Linked DNA regions of Zea mays: region 2 is linked to region 1. Evidence: chromatin contacts called from public Hi-C data. All regions are on one chromosome and are shown on one strand. Each heading gives the region's core, a stretch centred on a gene start, on an enhancer-like site or on the middle of the called end of the contact. The rest is flanking DNA. Distances are from core to core; before and after follow the strand shown.

The links. Hi-C and Micro-C count contacts between places; a contact is called where the count stands out from the background.
Region 2: a contact with region 1 is called in a Hi-C map of leaf, with 2.5 times the contacts expected there. The contact joins the promoter of LOC100304231 here to the promoter of LOC100384665 in region 1. A contact is called at or near these places in 8 of 25 Hi-C or Micro-C datasets (ear, endosperm, leaf and 2 more).

What each region holds. Positions count from the first base shown.
Region 1 is chr5:27,869,018-27,872,586 of Zm-B73-REFERENCE-NAM-5.0, forward strand. It overlaps LOC100384665, which reads left to right and starts at 1,390. Exons shown (of 8, transcript XM_008645949.2): 1 at 1,390-1,710; 2 at 2,069-2,485. The coding sequence starts at 1,521.
Region 2 is chr5:28,035,944-28,039,539 of Zm-B73-REFERENCE-NAM-5.0, forward strand. LOC100304231 (Pre-mRNA-processing protein 40C) reads left to right here and starts at 2,232. Exons shown (of 16, transcript NM_001347126.1): 1 at 2,232-2,738. The coding sequence starts at 2,298.

The sequences.
Region 1 (3,569 bases), core at 140-2,639:
CTTTTAGGGGCAGGGGTCGGTCGAGGTAGAGCCACGAGGCAGGACTGTTCACACGTTTATATATTATTAAGTAACCATATAATGCAATTTTATTTATCAAGACACAACTTGCGAGCCAAACCGAGCCTCCTCCTTCAGCTCATTTAGTGGGCGAGCCGAGCTCAGTCAGCTAGCCAACGAGCAGCACCGAGCTGAGCTCGTCTCGGCTCATTTCAGCCCTAGTGCAGTATCGACACTTTAATATATGGTATGTGAGCCATATGTCCACTTTAATTTTTAATTTTTTTAGGGAGAGTACTGATACATCCAGCCCAAGCGGAGTTGGTCGAGACCCAACAAATTAGGGTTGCTTAGAGCCCAACAGTTCATTAAGCATACCCAAGTGAGGGAGAGGCTCAATCGCCCCAAAAGACTAGTCTGATGGGAAATGGTGGTTCTCACTTTTAAGGTGGCTTCCTCCACCCAACTTAAGCAATGTGGGATAATTCTGAGGCTCACATGGTCACCGTTTGGCCAATTGCGTCTTTGCCAATGAGTAATAGTGAATGATGTCCTCATCATTCACACTTCTTAAAATGGGTCCTAACTCTGATACCGGATCATACACCCAACTCAGGCAGGGCTGGCCGTGGCCCAACAAATTAGGGTTGTCCAGAGCCTAACAGTTTATTAAGCACACCCAACTCAGAGAGAGGTCCAATCGCCTCAAAAGACTAGTCTGATGCGAGAATGATGACTCTCTATTTTAAGGTGTCTTCCTCTTTCTAAGTTAAGTGAGGTGGAATAATTTTAAGGCTCACATAGTCGCCGCCCGACTACAATTGAGGCAACTAGACCAATTACGTCTTTACCCAGAGGTAATAGTGAAGTATGTCATCATCAAGTCCACTTTAATTTTAAATTTATTTTTTTGTTGAGAGAGACCATCACACTATTTCACCACTCGACACTTGACTATCAAATTTGTATTGTACTATTAAACATAATTGATCATCACAACACAAGGGTATTGTACTAGTGAATATTAAATATAAGTTTAATTAGGATTTAATAAATTCATCTTGATTTTTAATCTACATCTGTTTAATTAATGTTATAATTATATTATATTTAATATTTGTAATTATTGTGAACAAAACGGCAACGACTGCTATGCAAGTAGTCCTTCTATGCAAGCGTGGAATCAAACCATCTGATCCATTAGATCGTGATCCAACCATAGGTCACATTTAACACTTAAATCCTTCCACCACCAGCTTAATAATCTTTATAAAAAATCCTAATAAACCATAGTTATATCTATGGTTGGATCGTAATCTAATGGATCAGATGGTTTGCTTGTAGGCTTGTACAGAAGGACTGCTCCGTCGTTGCCGAACAAAACACCCTAGTCCCCTACAATATACTCTCGACTCTCGAGTCTCGATTCTCGAACCAGGTCCCCGGACGGGGACGGCTGAACTCGAGCTCGAGTCCTCGCGCGAAGTCGCTGGTGCTGCTGCTATACCCCGGCCGCCGCCATGCGCCTCCTCCTCACCGCGGCATGGCCGTGCGCTATCCTCCTCATCCTTGCCAGTGCGCTACAGTCGGCAACGGTGGCGAGTTCCGGTGCCGCTGCTGCCCGTCTGGAGTGGCAGGTCCTGACCAGGGCCAACTTCTCGTCCCAGATCCGGCTCCGCCCCCACGTCCTCCTCCTCGTCACGATGCCCTGTGAGGACACGTGCCTGCCTCTTATTTCTGATGAGCTTCATAGTCGTTTATCTGGTTCAACTAAACACATTTCTTGTCTCCCAGTGCAACTCACCGTATCGATAAGATTAACAGTCTATCGGAAATGACAACGCAAAACGTGACAATTCGCAGTGCCCCAGATCCCCTTTTGCATTGGATCTGGGTAATTAAGCTATGTTCAATGTTTGCATGGTTGCGAATCAAAATTCCAAAATCTAGCGTTTGTTGCATATTTCTGGTGTATTTACCTTAAAATGTGCTCTGATGCTCCATCATAGCACACGTGGGCACAGCATGCTATAACCTAACTGTTATTGTTACTGATCCCAATCTGCAGGGTATGGTGAGTCCAGATCACTGATGGCTGACATAGAACGTTTGGTTGGTTCCAATGAGGAGCTTAGTCGCCTCAAGCTGATGGTTGTATACAAGAATTCTGAAAAGTTGCTGACAGATGCTATTGGTGCTGCTGAAGGAATAACTGTGGTATACTACCAACGTTCCATGCAATTCAAATATCAAGGGAAGCTTCGTGCACATGATATTCTGTCTGCAGTGCGCTATATCATGTCACTTGACCATGAGGAGTCCCCTTTTGAGGTTTTGCATACACAAGAAGATGTCGAGACCTTCATCGAATCTACCGATAAATCCATACTCCTTTATGAATCATGTGGATGGTTCACCAGATTGGCTCATGGCGGGGGCAACCAAAGTTATGAGGCAGCGTCATCAAATAACAACACAGAAAACGGTTTGTCTACTCTACTACTTCCTTCCGTATTTTTTTCCAGCTTTTGAAGCATTATTTTTTCGTTTCTTCAGGGAGGGAGGGAGTCACTTTGTTGAAACCTGAATATTGAGCCTGATAGCTATGAGCCTCCGACAGTAATATTGACACTACAGTAACCGTCAGTCAACCTGGCAACCTGGGCTCCTCCCTCCCTGACCCATGTACTTTTGTGAGGACGAGGAACTCCCTTGAACAGACGCATTTCATATGCTTGTGCAACACAAGCCGCCAGTGCTCAGTGCATCCAACACTCCTAGTTGCCATTACAACACAATATTTGCAAGGACCAGTTGCCAAATGCCAGTCTGGCCACATGGACATGACTTGTGGATCTCATCCTGGCCTTCTTAGTTCTTCACCAACATGCATATGCTGCTTGGCTTGCTGTCTTCACTTCTGTCGCCACACTCACGAGCTGTTACACGATTACGCCTCAAGCTAGGCTGCTTCTATAACAGCAAGTCCACAATACTCTAGTGTGACCAGTGGCATAGCTAGGATTTTAATCTATGGTGGTCCAATTTAATATAAAACTCTTGTTAATGTTAACAATATAAATGCGGCATGTTATTAATATATAATTTACTAAAATATAAGACAAACACATTAAAAAGTCTCAAAGCATTTTTAAAATGAGCACTAAACTCTGAAGTTTACTTAAAGTTGCTTACTGCCTAAATATGTATTACACTCTTGCCCAAAATTCTAGGGTGGTCCATGGTCCACATGGACCAACCCTTGGCTCCATCACTGAGTGTGACTAGTGAAAACGCCGATTTGTCGTTGATCCACTGCGTTCTCTTGCTGAGGCATCAAGCCAACATGACACCACAGCGAGTTGACGAGGCAGCATTGATGCCTCTAGGAGTGAAAAGTTTATGCATATTCCAATGTAACAAGCAAGGCATCCCGGTGAGAGCTTTTGAAAATTTATCACCAAATGAGAGTATGAATTTTCTAGAGGCATATTGTTTTTTTATCCATCTATTCTCAGTTGGATGCTTTGTTGATTGTGCAGGCAACTCATCACGATTTGCTTTAGATT
Region 2 (3,596 bases), core at 982-3,481, 170 kb after region 1:
TTTTCGTCGGCCTCACTGAGGCCGACGAAAATAGTGGTCAGTTAATGCCTTATTTTCGTCGGCCGGGAGAAGGCCGACGAAAATAATTGACTTATTTTCGTCGGCCCCGGGGCCCACGAAAATATATTTCCTATTTTCGTGGGTCGGCCGACGAAAATATGTACTGGCCCACGAAAATAAGCCAAATTTTCGTCGGTCTCGAGGGCCGACGAAAATAACTATGTAATTTCGTGGGCCGACCGACGAAAATAGCTAGGCCCACGAAAATTTATGCGTTTCCTGTAGTGTCCATAATCCGCCCCGACATTTGAGGGTGCCATGCGCGGGAAAGTCAGACGATTTCTTTGGATAGCGCACGATTTGACGGACTGCCTGGGCTCGAGTCTGTCGCCTTCTCAGATCGGCCCATTCTGCCAGTAGCTTTTGCCCGGCCAACGAAGGGATGGCCTTGCGGGGTAACTGGTCTGAGACCCCGCGCGAAGACCTTTCGCCTTCTAGTGGACCCGAGGAATATCTGTCCCCCACATAGGTGGTCCAGGAGGAGTCATACAATGAGGAGTACGAGTTGATCTAGGTGGCGTCTCCCAGTTAGCTTTATGGTGTCATAGATGGACATTTAGTTCGCTTTATATTTATTATTTATTTTTGTAAGACTTCGCTATGTAATAATGACATTTATGATATTTGTGACATTTATCTATACACTTTGTTATTATATGTGTTGTTCTTCTTTGGCCCACATATGAGACACACCGGATTTATCCCTTAAATCCGGGTATGACAACTCGTCATCATGCTTGACATTCGTCGCCACCTTAAGCCAAAGCTGTCGTCCTTCGGTCGTAGCTTCGACATTCGCCGTTAAAACCCTTAGATAATATGTTCGTCTTGAGGACCTTCGGCGGAGAAGAAGACCCCAACAACTTCATTGACCGTGTTGTACCAAGACATATTGGATGGAGTAAACAACAAAACCAGTTAGCCAAATAAAAATATTATGCGGAGAGCAGAGACAATCAATAAAAAATCTTGAGATCTTTTCTAATAAATAGTTTACATGGATATTGTTGTGAGCCGTTGCAATGCACGAGCAATCGACTAGTTAGCTTATATGAAAGAGTTTATAAGATGGACGATGGTGGCGAGAGTTTGCTTGGCCCAAGCATCAACGCCAGGAGTTGAATTCCCAATGCCAGACAGTGCCTGCGAGGCTTCCATCCAATCGAGCCACTAGTGCTTCGAGAACCTAAACGCAGTAGCGGTCATACTACGCCCGTGTTGTGTTTGGTTCAGCTTTCGAGCCGCTTCTGGCCGGCGAAAGCCCATGGTGGTTGCCAAAAGACCGGATTCTGGCCTAGCTTCTCAGGGAAGCGCTTCCTACGACCGCAATAGTAGCATGTCAAGTCCGAAGCCATCTGAAGGCCGCGTCCGTGAGAATCTGAGTGAGCGACGGTCCGTTTACTTATAAAACTTATGTATTGTCAGTTTAAATTAATTTATAAAATTTTTGTATTCGTAAGATGATAAAGCATTTTGTTGTCAAATACCTAGATCCTTATTAGTTAGTTTCTGGTCCTGTTTGGCACAACTTATTTTCAGCTTCTTCACAAATTTAAGCAGAAGTTCTGCCAAACAGCTAACTTCTGCAGCAGCTTATCAGTTCAGCTGCTTTTCAGAATACACTATTAGGCCCTGTTTGGTTCAGCTTTTTTCTGACCAGCTTTTCTGAAAATCTGGCTGTGTGAAGAATCTGGCTGTGTGGAGAATCTGAGTATCATTACGATTACGTGTGAAGGAAGATAAAGTTGTTCATAGGGCTCATGATCTAAAAAGTGACGGATTCCTACTATTACAATGACTCAACCGATTACGTGTTTATGTTGATTTTGGATGATTTTTGTCCCAACGAATTTTATAGAAGCTGGCTGAAAAGCTGAGAGTTTGGCAGTCCGCAGCAGCTTTTGGTGACCAGAAACTGCCAGAAGCCCAAACAAACAGGGCCTAAAAGCAGCCAACAAGCAGAAGCTGTTTTTCACCAGCTTATCAGATAAGCTGCTTTTTCAACAAGCAGCAGCAGGGCTTCTCTCCGCAACTAGCTTCTCCTTATGCCAGCTCGAAAAGCTTCTTCGAAAAAAGCTGCCCTACGGCCCACGGGGCAACTTGAGAAATCCAACTCGTATCCTTCTCTCTTCCACGGTTCCACTTCCACCCCGGACTACGCTGCCTTCTCTCCCGCGAGGGCGAAATACACGACACTTCGATTTCACAAAACCCTAGGCCCCAACCACCTCCCTAACATGGCGACGCTGGCGTCGGCCGTCTCCGACGTGGGCGTCGAAGAACCCTCTCCAGCAAAGGCAGCTGACCCGAAGGAACCAGCGGCCGCCGTGGAGGAACCAGCGGCCGCCGCGGCGGAATTGGCAGGGGCATCCATTCCATCTCCCGTCGCGGCCGCAGACGCTGGAGATGCCTCTTCCGGTCCCGCGCTTGCCACCACTCCTCCCGCTTCACCTGCCACGTCCGCAGCGCCTCCTCCCGTTTCTCCCGCCCCGCTAGTTTCTCCTGCCCCGCCCGCAGAGCCAGGGCCGCCGCGGTCGCAATTTGCAGGCTCCCTATCCTACATAGCGCCAGGGACACCGTCTCCGTCGGCAGCTTTTTCTTATAACGTACTGCCGAGAGCGCCACCAGCGCCCCAAGTTGGCGGCGCTGCAGCTTCACTACAGCCATGCTCTTCTCCGGTAGGCATTTTGACATATTCGCTGCTGCAGCTTATCTGCCTTGTGTTGCTGACTGTTTATGCTTACGTTTATGGTTTTCTTTTTCACTGATGCGTTTCTGTGTATGACCACATGTCTAGGGTTGTAATTTCATCTAGAATGAGATAATGTTAGCTATTGCGACTGAACTCTACTGATTAGCTTTTAGGATGAGCAGTGACATTTGGACCAGTACAATGGTCAATGACTTTTGTATGCAAACTGTGTATAGTCATAAATCTCTTTGGTGTGTTCTATAGAAACCTTTTTGTAATAATGGGAACTCCATGCTCGTAAATTCATTAGTGAATTTGCTAGCTGTACATAACACAGTATTTCAGTTTCTACATGGAGTTGATGACATGTTGATAGACTATTGCCAATGCCTGTTTAACTTGAAAATGAAAGATGGCTAACGCTAACCCATGATTTTGGTCATGGTATTGCCTATTTAACTATATGTTGCATAGCTCATGCTATTACTACAGCGTTGTGATTTTTTGTCATGCTTAATTATTTTATTTTGATCGAATATTATGGTCGATAGATAGCAAGATTCGTTTGTTATTTCCATTGTATGTGATTAGCTTGTGTATTCTGTGCATGAAGAATTTTGTGAATTTGTCAAATGCCTAGAAAGTAGAAACCTACCCAGCAGTGATAGCTTTGCATTATGTCACATCTATAAATGTTCCATAATCAAAATTGATTATCTGAAAGATGATAACGCAACTGACCTTCCACATCTCGCAGCCAATTTAACATTTTAGCATAGTATGCACAATTGTATATCTGAAGGTCCTTGTAAGTCGTAGTAAATCTGTAAATGGGGTCGAGACC